Regions from separate parts of the Mus musculus genome. Here all the other regions are linked to region 1. A link is a contact called in public capture Hi-C and promoter capture Hi-C data. All regions are on one chromosome and are shown on one strand. Each heading gives the region's core, a stretch centred on a gene start, on an enhancer-like site or on the middle of the called end of the contact. The rest is flanking DNA. Distances are from core to core; before and after follow the strand shown. Region 1 holds the start of Cln6 (ceroid-lipofuscinosis, neuronal 6). Region 2 holds the start of Smad3 (SMAD family member 3). Region 3 holds the start of Kif23 (kinesin family member 23). Region 4 holds the start of Glce (glucuronyl C5-epimerase). Region 5 holds the start of 2300009A05Rik (RIKEN cDNA 2300009A05 gene).

Region 1 (2,769 bases), core at 129-2,628:
CCCTGATGACGTGTATATACAAACTAAGATGGCTACCCTGTGACTACGCCACGGAGAGCTCATAGGATGACCACCAGGTAGAAATGTTACCAGAGGCAGCACAGCACATGCTCAGAGAATTGCTCCCCAGTCGGAACTATGAAAAGGCTGCCCTCAACCCAGTCTCCCAGAACTTCCCCCACCATTCCAAACAGTGCCAGGGACTTCCTAAAATTCACCTGGTGCACATGAGTGCTCAAATCTCTCCACGGCTCTTTGGTACCTGTGGCATATGGAATATACATTTTTACCAGGTCACTCAGGTGAGGAAGGTAAGGGGTCTTTCCTGCTCAAAGTGAACAGCCTCCCCACCCAGAGTAGGTGCCTCCTCCAACTTCAGACTCTAGGGCCTTCTCGGCCAACTCTGGGACATTCAGGGCACTTTAAAGTTGGTCCAGCCCCTGTCGTTGATTTTCTCTTACACGTGTGACATGTCCAACACTAGTATGTATAGTCCTTGTGTTTCCTCACATCCTTCCACTGTCTACCATGTCCAGTTTCTGTGGCCTGGGAAGAACCACGACTTCCTGCATGCTATGCAGTCACTACCAACTGGATTACATCCCCCTAGAAACCTGCCTCTGCCTCCTGAGTGATGGGGTTAAAAGCATTGCCACCATGCCCGGCAGTAAGTGTCTGTCCTCTGCAGAGTCTTGTACTGTTCAACTCCAGAAAGCCCTCCAGAATTAGCTGTCACCTGCTTTGGCTCAGACTTTCCTGTTTGCCATCTGGCACAACGCTAGGCACATGACAGGTGTTTAATCAATACATGTGACAGGCGGGAATGCTTTGGTCAGTGGAGCGGATGGAGGCAGACTGGAGGAAAAGATGAAAGGGCGGGTTTTGCGCCTCTGGCTCTGCCCTGTCGAGCCAGATAAACCCCAAACATCTCCCCTCTGAGGGAAGGGGTCTCTCATTCAGGATGGGAGAGTCACGCTGTCCCCGGTTAACGGCCCACTTTCCCTGGGCCCTGAGCCACCGGATTCAGAGCAGAGTCACAGTCTTGCCCAGAGCAGGAGGTTCCTAAAAACTTGGAAGTGGCACAGGGACTCAGCCAGGCTGGCCGGGGTGGCCCCCGAGTAGCCTATCCCTGCGGTTTCCTTAACCCTGGCGAGGTCTCTCAAACTCTGGGGCCCCTCGCGGCCTCCCTGTCCCCGCTCCGCGCGCACCTGGCCTGCACGAACGCGACACCGGGGCCGCCCGCCGCTCCGAGGAGCTGCCGCCTCCGCGTCGCCGCCTCCATGGCCGCCACGCTCGGCCTCGCCTTCCGGGAGGAGAGACGGCTGCGCGGGCCGCGCGGAGCCTCGGCGCCCAACGCGGGGAAGGCTGGGCGGGAGAGAGGGAAGCGAGCGCGGGGCCCCAGGGCGGGCGGGAGGGGAGGGGAGGAGCTGGAGGCTGGAGGGGAGGAGGGAGGAGAGAAGCTGGAGGAAAGAGCAGGGGGAGAACTGGTGAAGGGAGGAGGATAGGGAGGGGCTTGGGGCAAGACCGGAGAGGAGGATGGAGTGTGGGGAGGAGGGAGGAGGAATGAGAGAGCGGAGGTGGAGGGAGACAGCTGGAGGGCGTGTTTTGTTTGAGAAGGAGGGGCCTAACTTATGTCCCAGAGGTCTTGGGTCTTAGTTGAATCTGCACTCCAGTGGGGAAGCCTGGCGTCTTGTTTGTTTGTTTGTTTGCTTGCTTTTGTTTTTTTCCTGGGTTCTCTGCATTTCTGCAGGAAGGAAGCCTTGCCTAGCCGGGCTTGAGGGTACTGGACGAAGGTGAACCGGGGACCTGGAATGACCAAGCTGTGAGGTCATCAGAAGACCCGGGGTCTTTGAGCCCTCCTTCCTCAGATTAAAGACTGCTCGATAAACTATCCACTGTGCTTTGATAGGTGAAGAGAATAGTGAATTCTCTCCTAGTTGGAGGACAACGAGGTGGTCCAGAATCCAGTCCTGGCGTTGGGGAAAGACACACACCCCTTCCTCATTCAATTGTGTTAAGAACCTCGTAAGTTCTGTGCAGGAACCTATGAGCCCTGTTCAGAAGCGCTTCTGTTCGTAGCTTCTGGTAATGGTGGAGGAAGTTCTGAGGGTTGTGTAGCCATAGAGGCAGTAAGGCCAAACAGGCATCACAGGAAGGATAGCTGACAGAGAAGTATGAACTGGAGACAGGAAAGAGCTCCAGGCAGAGGGAACGGCCAGAATTCCCCACACACCCACCCCTCCTCCTCCCACACCCTGTCCAGAGACTAGCTGGTATGGAGGAGTGGAAAGTTGTGTGAGAACCACGCTGCTCAGGGGAGTGAGAGACTGGCTGAGATGGGGGAGAGAGGGGTTTAGATTGGAGCCCCCAATCCCTGAGAACCTCAGGAAGGGCCCTGGCAAGAGACTGGCATATGTGTGCATTTCAGGCACAGCCCAGAGGCAGAACCAGAGATGGAGGAGGTGCAGCCTGTCGGGTACCAAGTTCTAATGAGGGTCCTGGACTGTATCAGTAAAGGGGGGTTGGGGGTGAGACATGCCCAGTGGTGTGGGAGCTATCTTCTTCGGATGCATGGCTGTAAGGGGAGAGGAGTTTAGATGTGACCAGGCGCTGCATCTAAGTGGGTGGAGCAAGCACAGGTAAATGAGACGTCATCTTTGGACCCACGAAGCTTTGGTTGGGTCAGGATGCTGTTGGACCCATGGGTGTGAAGCTCAGACGCCATGTCGGTCGGTAGGAGCCTGGCAGATAGATTGAGCCGCAGGAACA
Region 2 (2,769 bases), core at 114-2,613, 920 kb before region 1:
TGCCGCTGGCGGTTGGTGGTGGGGCAGCCTCGAGGACAGAGCAGGGGGCCCCTGAAGCTTCAGGGCTGACTCTGTGGGACGAGCCACACTTCATAGGGCTTCGTAAAGCGCACCGGATCTTGGTTTGCAAATAACTTGTTTCTCACCACGGGAGAGAAATAGGTGTGTGTGTGTTCGCGCGTGCGCAAAACCAAGCACACTCTAAGCATCTGGGCTAGCCTGATAGGGAGGCTGAAACAGGATAAAGGAGCAGAGGGTCTAATGTAACGCCCCAAATCCGTGGAGGGACCGTGGGCAACCAGCCCTGAATTCGTCTAGTCTGCAGTAAAGCCCCTAGGGCTACTCAAAGTCAGGTTCTCTTGGCTTCCCACCTAGGCTAACTTTGAATAAACTTCTCGAGTCCTCTCCGGCTTGCTCTTTGTGTGTGCGAGTTCATTGCTTTGTAAACAAAAGCTCTCTTACTTGTTTGGTGTCGAATTTCGGAACTTCAGTAACACCCTGAAATGTTAATTCTCTCCCCTCCTCCAAAGAAAAATCCTAAAGCACCCCCATTCATTCCTTCAGGAACGCAACAGATGTCTTTGAGGCCCGTTTTCTGCAAAAAGCTTGGTTCACTGGGCCCAAGGGACCCCTGGCTCCAGCTATTGTTCAAGTTGTCACTGAGGTCTCTTAACTCCTTTTAAGTCTCCCTCTCCCCTTTTCCAACTCCCTCCTCCGCAGTCTCAGGCAGTCGGCCGTTCTGATCTCACCCAGCAGGAAAACAAAAACAAAACAAAAAACCACCTAAAGCAGCTCTGGCCACTGAGCGAGATCAGCGTGCCCCAACTTCCTGGGCCCGGAGCTTTTCTGAACCCCTCACCGCGCCCGAGTCCTCTCCGGAGTGCAGCCAGCCCTTGACGGACAGTGCCTGTTCCCTGTGAGTCTAATCCTCTCTAGTTCCTGCAACGGTATCTGAGAGTCTGTGGGGCGGCGAGTCCCCAGGAGTCCGGTCCCTCGGCACTTGGCAGAGCTGGCGGCCGCCCTACCCGGTGGCCCACGTGGGCGCGCTTGGCGGCGCTGGGCGGGGAAGGCCGCGGGTCCTCCCCGGAGCAGGGCGCGGGGGAGGAGCGGGGAGCCCCGGCAGCGAGGGGGCGGCGACTGCGCTGGGAAGGAGGCTGCACGCGGAGCTGCGTGAAACGTAGACTTGGGAGCGGGCGGGAGAGGAGCGGGTAGCGCGGCTGCTCGGCCCTGGCTGGCCCTGCAAGGCGGCGATCGCAGAGGAGGAGGAGGAGGAGGAGCAGCGCTGCAGAGGCGGAGGGATCTGCGCACCAAAGCCATCCAGGCCAGCAAAGTTTGGCTGGGGGTTGGACTTTCCTTCCCGGAGGCGGCACCCAAACAGCTACCCCGTGCGGAAACCCAAACTTTCTACTGCCACTTGGAGTCTCGCGGCCGCCGCCTCCGCCCCGCGCGTCCGGGGCCTGCCCGTCAGTCCGTCGGTCCGCGTGGAGCAGCTCGGGCGCCGCCGTGCTCCCGATCCCCGCAGCTGCAGCGCCGCAGTCCTGGCCCGGACGCCCGGGCAAGTTCTCCAGAGTTAAAAGCGAAGTTCGGGCGAGGCGCGGGCCGAGCTGCCTCTGAGCGCCCCCGGCGTCCCCAGTGCGCCCAGCCCCGCCGGGGGCGCCGGTGACCCTTCGGTGCCAGCCATGTCGTCCATCCTGCCCTTCACCCCCCCGATCGTGAAGCGCCTGCTGGGTTGGAAGAAGGGCGAGCAGAACGGGCAGGAGGAGAAGTGGTGCGAGAAGGCGGTCAAGAGCTTGGTGAAGAAGCTCAAGAAGACGGGGCAGTTGGACGAGCTGGAGAAGGCCATCACCACGCAGAACGTGAACACCAAGTGCATTACCATCCCCAGGTGGGGTCCCAGAGCGGCTGGGGGCGCACTGGCCCAGCCCCCTAGCGCGGCCCGGGTGGAGAGGGAGGGCGTGTGCGCGTGTGTGCGCGCGCCTGTAGGGGACGGGGAGTGGGTGGAGGGACCCCAAACAAAACCTTCGGATTTGCCTAGCCTCAGAGACCTGGCTTCCGTGCAGCATTTTGGCTTCTAGACCTCAAGGGTCGCCAGCTGCTTCCGGGCAGCAGGGGTGTTTCTGAGCTTGGCCCCCCAACTCTCGGGGCTTCGGGCTCCAAGTGGAGGCCCCGCTTTGTTCGGCTCTGCCGGCCGAGCCCCTCCTCCTCCGCCGCCTCCCGCCCCGCGCTCGTGGAGGTGGTGGCGTGTGTCCCTTTCTTTTCTTCAGCTCTGTTCCCCCACTTCTTTTCCTCGTCTACAGGAATGCAGTCGGTACAGCTGTGGGTGAGGAGCGGGAGCCCGTTGATTGACAGATTCCTTCTTCGCTCTTTCTTTGCTTTGGGATTAGCATTTTTACTGAGTATTTTTAGATTTGGTTGTGCCAGCCTCCCGCCCCCTGTGCACGCATGCACGCACGCACTTAGTTGGAGAGCAGAGCACCGACTTTGAAGCGGGAGAAACAAGTGGCAGAAAGTAGGGGCTTTCCCTCTTTCCACCCCACCCCTGCTGATTTGCGATCTTTTTAATCCAGAGTATGCGGGTGCCTAGAATGGAGCAGGCAGCTCCAGGCAGATAACAAAACACCCCAGGGCTGGCCTCCCATCGGCCCTGCATTCCTGTAGAGCCTATTTTCCCAAAGCGCTTTGCCATCTGTCCTGACCTCCTTTATCCTTCCCATCGGGCTAGAGGAGTCCGGCGGGAGCTCACAGATGGCTGATGGAAGGGGTCAGTGA
Region 3 (2,769 bases), core at 183-2,682, 890 kb after region 1:
CCCATAGTGGTAAGCACCGAGCGTGCAACAGTGCCATCTAGCGAGGCTGAAGAGGATACGCTGGGAGAGGACTCCGTAAACAGGGGCCGGGCACCGCGTGGGGTGATGCTGAAATCAACGGTGCAGTGAGGGGCGGCAGGGGCTCTGGGATCCAGAGAAGGTGAGGCATTCTCCGAGGAAAGGAAGGCTGAGAGACAGCAGAGAGACTCGAGTGTGGGGGCAGAAACGTTCCACGCATGAGCGTTGGGCTTGGGACAGGTGAGAGGTGACGCAACTGAACAGGAAGACTAGCCTCAGGGCCCCACTGAGGGTCTCAAGCAAAGGGCGATGACCCACCCTAGGGCTCTCCCAGACCTGTGACTTATAGGTGAGAGTGCAGTCAAATGGATCGGTTTTGGAAAGTGATGGTGGCAAAGCCTGGTAGCTTTCTATCTGCTTCTGGAAATTTATCCATGGATGCATTTTCAGGTTTATTCATCGAAGCAGTTTGCAACAGTAAATATTGGAAAGACTAATGTCCAGTAATATGGACATTAACTATGGATATTAAACTGGCTATCCTTATCAGTGCTGGCCCTAAAGGAAGTTCTAAGTGGAGCTTGAGTCACAGAACGCAGGTGTGGCTACATCCCTGGGGAATCGTCAGCATGGGGGCTGGGATTAAATGAGAAAGAATCAACTTGTAGAAGGCAAAGGGTAAACGGTGGTTGCACAAGGGCAGTGGGTAGATTTTATGCATCTCTGTATATCCAGGAAACATCAAAATCAAGAATTTGAAGGTTAAGGATGTGTGGCTTAGTGGTATCACCTTTGCCTAACATTGTGAGGCTCTAGGTTTGATCACTAGCACCATGAAACACACACACACACACACACACACACACACACACACACACACACAGAGAGAGAGAGAGAGAGAGAGAGAGAGAGAGAGAGAGAACTGGAGAATCCAGAGAAAGGAACTTACAACAGGTTGTCTGCCAAGTTGGTATAGTCTTCAAGATCATTCTGGGGTCCTCACTGTAAGTGTGAGGCCAGCCTGGGATACAAGATACTCTCGTCTCAAAATAAATATCAAAAGTAAGATAAAATGTAAACGTAGAACTAAAAGTAAAGGTAAAAATAAAATATAAATACAATAAAATGAATAAGATGATGTGGTAGCCAGCGGCCAGCCTGAAATTAGAACATGCCCGACCAAGGCTTTACTTCCTTAGAGGTTCTCAGGACAAAGACTGGGAGATCTCAGCTTCTGCGTCAGAACGGAAGGGCGGAAGGGCCGGGATTTCCCCTCTCAGGTTTTTCTCCAGCGCTGCCCTCCTCAGCCTCCGGCTGGCGCCCTTGGGTTGCCAAGGAGACGAGCGCCCCTGCTGGCCGTGCCAGCGCTCCCCGAGGCCCCGCCCCTTCGCCGCAGGCGGCCGCTGATTGGCCTGTTTGAAATGCGCCGGGCGGGCGCACACTTGGGCTTGCAGCGTCGCCGCCGGGCTCTCCTCAGATTGAGTCCTGGTCCCCGCGGCCGTGGTTTGCTCGGCTTAGTTCCCGCCAGCCTTGCTCCTGTCGGAGCCCGACGTCCCGCGCGCGCGTCAGGATAGCACGGAGCCTGCGGTCATGAAGTCAGCGTGAGTACTGGTGGGAGGACTGCGTGGGGGTCGCCGCCCTCCTCACGCTGAGACTGGGGACTGCCCGGGAGCTGAGTCCGTAGTACAGTGTAGGCCGAAGCTCCGCACTGCAGAGTTCTGGTGGCTGGCGACCCTGGTGTGCCGGCGCCCTCCCAGTCCTCTGAGCCCGCGAAGGCTGCCTCCGAATCCGGGGCTGTCTGCCACCACCTCCTCGGGTTGCCATCCTTTGGGCTGCCCATCCCTCCCCAGCTTCCTTCCTCCCCGCCCGCTGCGCAGGTGGCAGGTCTGGGGACCCCGGGCGGCGCGCAGCCGGGGTGCGCGCTGGCACTTTGGGGGAGTTGAGCCTCCACAGCTCCGTCGGCATCCCTTCCCTAGTTCTAGCCTTGAGGTCAGGGTCCTTCTGCAGCTCCGCCACCTTGCGCTATCTTTGTCCCCAGGCCATCCCACACGCCTACTCTATCTCCCACGCCCACATTCCTCAGTATTCCTAGACTCTTCAGGAGAGCCACATCCTGGTTACACTTTTACTGCGAAGGAGGGCTGGCTTTAGAAATCGTTACTTTCACACGCACACACACGAAAAAAAAAAAAAACGGAACTTTTTAAAATGAGGAAACGTCAGTCTTTATATTTACTTAAGGATACCTACCCTAGTATATCGCTGGACTCTGGTTTGCTTCTAGTTTACGTGTGACTCTATTGAGAAAAGTACTTTAATAATCTACAGTCTAAACGAGTCTTTTGGTTTAATTTGTGTTAAATATTCTTGTAGCCTATAAACGAGAAAGGAAAAAAAAGTTAAATGATAGAGAATGTTGAAATAAAATAATTTTTTATATTGTTTACTTAAAATAGCAAGACATTTCAGCATTGTGAATAATCTAATCTTCCTACATAGCATGAGCAAATCTCTGAATTTGCACTCCAACACTTAAAAAAAATACAAACAAAAGTTCCACTGAGTACTAATGGTATCAAAAGTGTATTTTCCCAATTGAAATTTTAATGAGTTAAATTACATATACCACATTTCTCGAGTACAGTTTATTGTTTATATACATGTTATTTGCTGTGCGGTATTTGAGATTGCTGGGAAATGATTTTTTTAAGCCTTAGGAAGTTCATTGTTAGAATTTGTGATGTCTTCTAT
Region 4 (2,769 bases), core at 113-2,612, 720 kb after region 1:
AGCAGCAGATTGTGTGGGCAAACGCAGTATTGTAGCAGGGAAATAAGGGATGAGAAGGTGGGGACCACAATACACTTTAATTTTCTCAAGACGTGGGATTCTCAGGACAGGGCAGCTCGAGTGGATAGAACCGGCAGGGTAGTTGTGTTCTGTTCAAATAACAGGGGATAATGAGTGTGTTCTGGGGATAAAGGGGCTAAAAAATTGATAATGGGGGTGGGGGTGGGGGTGGGGGAGCTGACTGAGTCTGGGCCTGGCTGAGGTCCAGTGCACAAGGGCAGGAGTTAACCTTGAGAAAGAGTAAGGCTACTTTTTGTGTTGGGCAAGGGAGACTAGGGGAAGATGAAGGAAAGCTACAGGGCAGGCATAATAATGAGTGAAGGGACTTAAATGTGAGGGGGGAATGGGAAAGGCTAGGAAAGCCCAGTTTCTGAAGCCAGTACAGATAAGCACCACAGTTTCCATTCCTTCCTTTTAGATTTATTGAATGCTCTATACCCTACCTGTGCTAAACATTACTGGGCCCTATGGTCTGTAAAGATACAAGTTCTCGGGTTTGTTAGGTTAGCACTCGTTTGAGATTTCGTTCTTCATCTTTGTGGAAGACTTTAAGTAGAACGCACAAATGAATTAGAAAGGTCCTTTGTTGGACCAGATAAACTGGGTTGGAGCTTAAAGCACCCGTGACGATATCATCGCCGTTTGAAATAAAAACGGAAGAGAGTCCGAAATGGGAGAAAGCTACACTAAAGGAGGAGACCGAAGTGAGTAAAGTGAGGCTGTAAGTCTTCAGGCTGGCAGATGGGACCTCCCTGTTCACTTCAGAGAGCAGTGAAAACGCACGGACAGCTCTTCGGTTTAAGCACTATTTAGTTCAGCTTCTCCGCTAAGTGTCTCTACGGCGGCCGAAGAGGACCAAACTTTGCCCAAACCACGTCATCTAAAGTACCTCTGCAACTGCCCAGGTAGCAAACTGACATCGGGTCAGCAACACCTTCGCCCGCAATTTATTGATGATAGGCGGGGAGAATTAGCTCTACTCTTTTGCAATTGGTCACAGGAGAATGCGAGTCCCGCCTTCTGCGCTGCCACCGTTGATTGGTTTTTTGGAACTGTCATTCGAGGACTCTCCGCCCCCTCATCATAGCTCCTCCCCTTAATATGGCCCCTCCTCTTGGTGACCCCGCCTTCTACACCGAATCTAACAGGCTGACGGAGCTGCCATTCGAAGAGCCTCCGTCCCGCCCTCTCCTCCCCGGCATGGCCTCGCCCCTTACCGTGGCTGGGATCTCGCGGGAAGAGCCGCGGGCACGGCGGCGGCTCGGCTCCCCAGTAGCGCGCCGAGCGGGCGGGCTCTCCTCACACGAGCGCTTCCTCGCCGAGAGGCTGGAGCTGCGGCAGCGCAGGCCTGGGCCGCCGTGTCTCTGCCGCTCGCTTCAGTTTTCCTCAGGGCTCTGGGGGCCGCTCGTCCGCCGACGCGCCTCAGGTGAGGGAGCTCGTCGTGTCGTGGCTGAGGGGCGGCCGTGGCAAGTGGGCTCGCGACGGGGGCGGCTCCCGGGGATGCGCGGCGTTCCGAGTGCGGGGATCTTGGGTGACGCGGCGGGGGCTGGGGTCTCGGGGCTTCTTTGGCTTTGGAGTGGGGGTGGGTGGCTGCCCAGGCGGTCCCGGGTCTCTAGGGTCGCGGGAGCGCGTCCTGTGTCCTGCCTGAGAGCCCGGGTGCTGGCATAGCGCGGTTCTGGGACTTGGAGACCATTTCTGGCGATCCCGTGCAGTTGAGGGGCTTGGGATACAGTTTAGCCTTGTCCGGAGGGCACGGGGAGACCTATGAGCGGAGAGGGGTCCGCTTGGCATTCCTGGGGTAAAGCAGGAGGATGTCAGGGTTCCAGAGACTTGGGTTTGTTTAAGGTCGCCATGGGGTGATAAGACGATGCCCGTGTCCCTCCCGGGAAGGAACGGACTGGGTGGGTGTGGGTGGGGGCGGGAAGCGTGCATGGGGAGACCAACATTTGTATTGGGGTTTCTGCTTCGCCCAGAGGGGGGCGGTAACTGTGCGTGATGGTCCCCATTCTTTTTCGGGGCGACAAGGAGGGTGATTTTGCCGTGTGGGCGCGGCTCAGCGGTCTCTGGGTCTCCAGGGGTGCCAGACCCGGTTTCAGGAGCCACCCCATGGCACTGCTTGTGGCTTTCGGTATCTGACGGTCTCGATCTGGTCTCTCTCTCTTTCTCGATGAGATTTAACTCAGTGCTTCTTCGTTGGACGCTTGATCGGGGCAGTTGCCTAGTTGGAGACACAGTGGGCTTGTTCTGCAGTTTTCTTTTCTTTGCCCCAGGATACCTTTGGGGACGCGCTGGTGTCGCCGGAGCTCTGATCTCCGGAGGAGAGGAGAGGAGCGATACCAGACTTGAGCATGTTGTCTGGAATACCTGACTGTTGAGTGAGGGTTTAGATCTGAGGGTAGGGCGGCTGTGCGATTTGGGCTTTCTGTTTTAGGTAGTGTTTGATGGTCTTGCATGGTTAAATCTGTCCTGAATTTGCCTGGGTGTTAGGTAGTGCCAAGAAGCATCCTTTCTAAAGGTTTTGTGGAAGAGGGGTAATTAAAAACAAAAGTGTAGCATATTATGTATGTATGTCTCAAGTCCAGATTTCTACAAAAGCGTCATTGGCAACCTGTTAATGATGCCCTATTGAGCTTCTTTAGAGAATTCTGGTACATCAGTTTTTACCGTGGTTTGAATCTTACAGAGTTCTTGAAGACTCTGCCAGACTTA
Region 5 (2,769 bases), core at 78-2,577, 560 kb before region 1:
TCCTCCTAGCTATTCTGCATATCAAATATATCATGACTTCACCTAATCTTTCTTTAAAAATCGATATCTAATAGAGAATCTTATAAAGTTCAAACTATTTGCATGACTGCAAAACCCCCCTAAATATTTAACATATTTGTGGAATGAACTCAATGTTGACTAACCCAAAACTGGTGACTATAAAAACAAAAATGTTGCTGGAGAGATGGCTCAGTGGTTAAGAGCATTGGCTGCCCTTCCAGAGGACCTGAGTTCAATTCCCAGCTACCACATGGTGACTCACAACCATCTGTAATGGGATCTGATTTCCTCTTCTGGTGTGCATGAAAATGGAGCACTTGTATACACAAAATAAACAAATCTTCTTTAAACATCACACTATTCTACATCCTTCTTGAATTTTCAGCAAATAATTGTTATATAGTTCCAACACAGAGAATTACTTCATTTGCATATGGTACTTTCCAGAAACCTCATCCTATTTACTCATTCTCCCCACAAAAATTGAGGACATATAAGAGTAATGATACTTTAGACATGAGGTTGTATGCTAGCAGAAAGTCTGAGAAATGCTTCCCTTACACTTTCATGGGTAACTGAGATTGTTAAAGGTTGGTGACTGCCAATTCCGGTCCTAGTATTTACTGTGTTCTCAGGAGGGAAGTTTTTCTGAGCTTTAGGGCACTAAATGAGAAAACATAGGACTGCTTTTCGGGTTTTGGGGGTGGTGGTGCGGGGACAGGGAGGCAGTTGAGACTTGCTCTTCTATGTAGCCCAGGCTGGCCTCCACCTCCCCATCCTCACATCTCAGCCTTTTCAGGGCTGTGATTCCAGGCAAGCGCCACATCTGGCTTGGGACCCTATCTTGCACTATCTAGGTAGGATTCAGTCTGGACAGTGAACACGACTGTGAGGACATCTGCACATACGTGCAGTCTGAGGTCACCAAGCGTCCAGCCCGGGCAAAGGCCAGGCCTTGGTGTCAGCTCACTTTCCTGTGCACACCTCAAGCACCTCAGCATCCCTGAGGATTTCCCTGGAGCCCAGCGCCTGACAGCCAGACCGGGTTTGTCGCTGTGGAGGATTGTTTTAACATTGTCTCCCTGCTCCGAGGTTACCTGAGGCCAGAGGTGACAATTTTCCTGATCTGCGCAGTCGCTCCGCCCTCCCGTCCCGTCCTGTGCGCACGCGCCGCACCTCAAGGCGCTCTCACCCGCGCGCTGCCCGCTGGGTGTCCCCCGCCCTGGCCTAGGGTGGTGAGGGGAACACGCATGCGCACACTCGCCTGACCCCGCCCCCAGAGGCCCGGCCCCAGGGGCCCAGGGCCGGCTCCCCGGCGTGCCCCGGCCATGGAGGCCCTGCGGAGGGCCCACGAGGCTACGCTGCGGCTGCTGCTGTGCCGGCCCTGGGCCTCGGGCGCCGCCTCCCGCCCGAAGCCCCGCGCCTCGGAGGTGCTGACGCAGCACCTGCTGCAGCGGCGGCTGCCGCACTGGACTTCCTTCTGCGTGCCCTACAGTGCGGTCCACAACGACCAGTTCGGCCTGTCGCACTTCAATTGGCCGGTGCTGGGCGCCAACTACCACGTCCTGCGCACCGGCTGCTTCCCCTTCATCAAGTACCACTGCTCCAAGGCGCCCTGGCAGGACCTGGCCCCGCAGGACCGCTTCTTCACCGCGCTCAAGGTCATCAACCTGGGTGAGTGGCGGCGCCCTCGTCTGACCCAGGCACTCCTCCATCCCAGGGCGGCCGCTGGCCCACAAGCACGCTGCTCGCTCTCCAGGGCCGGCCCTTCGCATCCCCGGTGGGCTGCTTGCAGCACCCCTGAGGTCGTGCCCTGCCACTGTCCACCCGGGAGAACCCTGCCCAGGGCAGCGAGGAGTGAGTCCCGACAGTGGCTCCGAAGTTGCTTAGCAAGAGTCATTCCCGCGCTCATCACCAAGAGCCTTTGGAGGACAAAAAACTGGACGGACTTTTAAAGTTTCTTTGTCTTTCTGTGAAATCTCAGCAATTGTGTTTTGCTAAAAGCAGTAGGTTCTCTCCAGACATCATATTTTCTCAGGTGCTAGACTTAAAAGATGCTGTCTTTTAAGATCCTTTAGTATCTATATTCCTGAAGATAATCTAATTCTGACGGTCCTCCTGCTAGATGTGTGTGTTCTGTGGTCTAATGGCAGAAGAGTCAATATCACGGATTGTAGATGTGACAGCATTTTATAGATTAGGGAAAAATTCAAGTCCTCAAGATGTTTCGGACCTATTAATAGCTGCTAAAAAAAATATTAACTTAGATGTCAGTCACTCAAACTCTATACAAGGAAGCAGAACCAGTATAATCCAAATAGTTTTTTTTTAAATATTGCTGTCTAGGGATTTATTAACTTTTTTATTAGATTATTTTCTTTATTTACATTTCAAATGTTATCCCCTTTCCTAGTTTCCCCTCCGAAAATCCCCTATCCCCTTCACCCTCCCCCTCCAAATAGTTTTTTTTTTTTTTTCAATCCAAAATTAACACTAAACTCTGTGTAGCCGTACTAGTGTTACATATAGTCTGGTAGTTCATTCAATTTAATAAAGCATGGGCATTTCTGCTTATAATAACTCAAATAGCACTTACGGGATTTTTGAGCCATTGTCCCCCTGGAAAATCCAGGAAGGAGATTATACACCAATGTGTCTCATAACTTGTTTGATCCACTCTATACAGTGTATGTCAACTAATCCTGAGGTTGGTATGAAACTATGGGAAAAGCCAAAATGCTAACAAAT

Evidence for each region. Promoter capture Hi-C pulls out the DNA fragments that hold promoters and counts their contacts. Capture Hi-C pulls out chosen DNA fragments and counts their contacts.
Region 2: a contact with region 1 is called in a promoter capture Hi-C map of embryonic stem cells, with 4 times the contacts expected there. The contact joins the promoter of Smad3 here to the promoter of Cln6 in region 1. A contact is called at or near these places in 9 of 39 promoter capture datasets (the 3T3-L1 cell line, 3T3-L1-derived adipocytes, the C10 cell line and 6 more), 1 of 484 Hi-C or Micro-C datasets (embryonic stem cells), 10 of 115 datasets of contacts at active chromatin or transcription factors (T-cell acute lymphoblastic leukemia, cardiomyocytes, craniofacial prominence and 5 more) and 1 of 9 other capture datasets (embryonic stem cells).
Region 3: a promoter capture Hi-C map of hippocampal neurons shows a contact between it and region 1, with 2.1 times the contacts expected there. The contact joins the promoter of Kif23 here to the promoter of Cln6 in region 1. A contact is called at or near these places in 1 of 39 promoter capture datasets (hippocampal neurons) and 1 of 115 datasets of contacts at active chromatin or transcription factors (astrocytes).
Region 4: a promoter capture Hi-C map of erythroid cells shows a contact between it and region 1, with 36 times the contacts expected there. The contact joins the promoter of Glce here to the promoter of Cln6 in region 1. A contact is called at or near these places in 5 of 39 promoter capture datasets (the 3T3-L1 cell line, embryonic stem cells, erythroid cells and 2 more).
Region 5: a capture Hi-C map of macrophages shows a contact between it and region 1, with 4 times the contacts expected there. The contact joins the promoter of 2300009A05Rik here to the promoter of Cln6 in region 1. A contact is called at or near these places in 10 of 39 promoter capture datasets (the 3T3-L1 cell line, 3T3-L1-derived adipocytes, embryonic stem cells and 6 more), 1 of 484 Hi-C or Micro-C datasets (embryonic stem cells), 4 of 115 datasets of contacts at active chromatin or transcription factors (extraembryonic endoderm stem cells, kidney, large pre-B cells and 1 more) and 2 of 9 other capture datasets (adipose tissue and macrophages).

Annotation. Positions count from the first base shown.
Region 1 is chr9:62,837,394-62,840,162 of GRCm38.p6, reverse strand. It overlaps Cln6 (ceroid-lipofuscinosis, neuronal 6), which reads right to left and starts at 1,378. Exons shown (of 7, transcript NM_001033175.3): 1 at 1,209-1,378. The coding sequence starts at 1,282.
Region 2 is chr9:63,756,588-63,759,356 of GRCm38.p6, reverse strand. It overlaps Smad3 (SMAD family member 3), which reads left to right and starts at 1,363. Exons shown (of 9, transcript NM_016769.4): 1 at 1,363-1,885. The coding sequence starts at 1,680.
Region 3 is chr9:61,945,462-61,948,230 of GRCm38.p6, reverse strand. Kif23 (kinesin family member 23) reads left to right here and starts at 1,432. Exons shown (of 23, transcript NM_024245.4): 1 at 1,432-1,619. The coding sequence starts at 1,609.
Region 4 is chr9:62,121,202-62,123,970 of GRCm38.p6, reverse strand. Glce (glucuronyl C5-epimerase) reads left to right here and starts at 1,362. Exons shown (of 5, transcript NM_033320.5): 1 at 1,362-1,486. Mir5133 (microRNA 5133) reads left to right here and starts at 1,377; the gene lies at 1,377-1,453.
Region 5 is chr9:63,397,802-63,400,570 of GRCm38.p6, reverse strand. 2300009A05Rik (RIKEN cDNA 2300009A05 gene) reads left to right here and starts at 1,327. Exons shown (of 2, transcript NM_027090.1): 1 at 1,327-1,695. The coding sequence starts at 1,350. Gm16759 (a long non-coding RNA gene) reads right to left here and starts at 1,254. Exons shown (of 5, transcript XR_003948339.1): 1 at 1,119-1,254.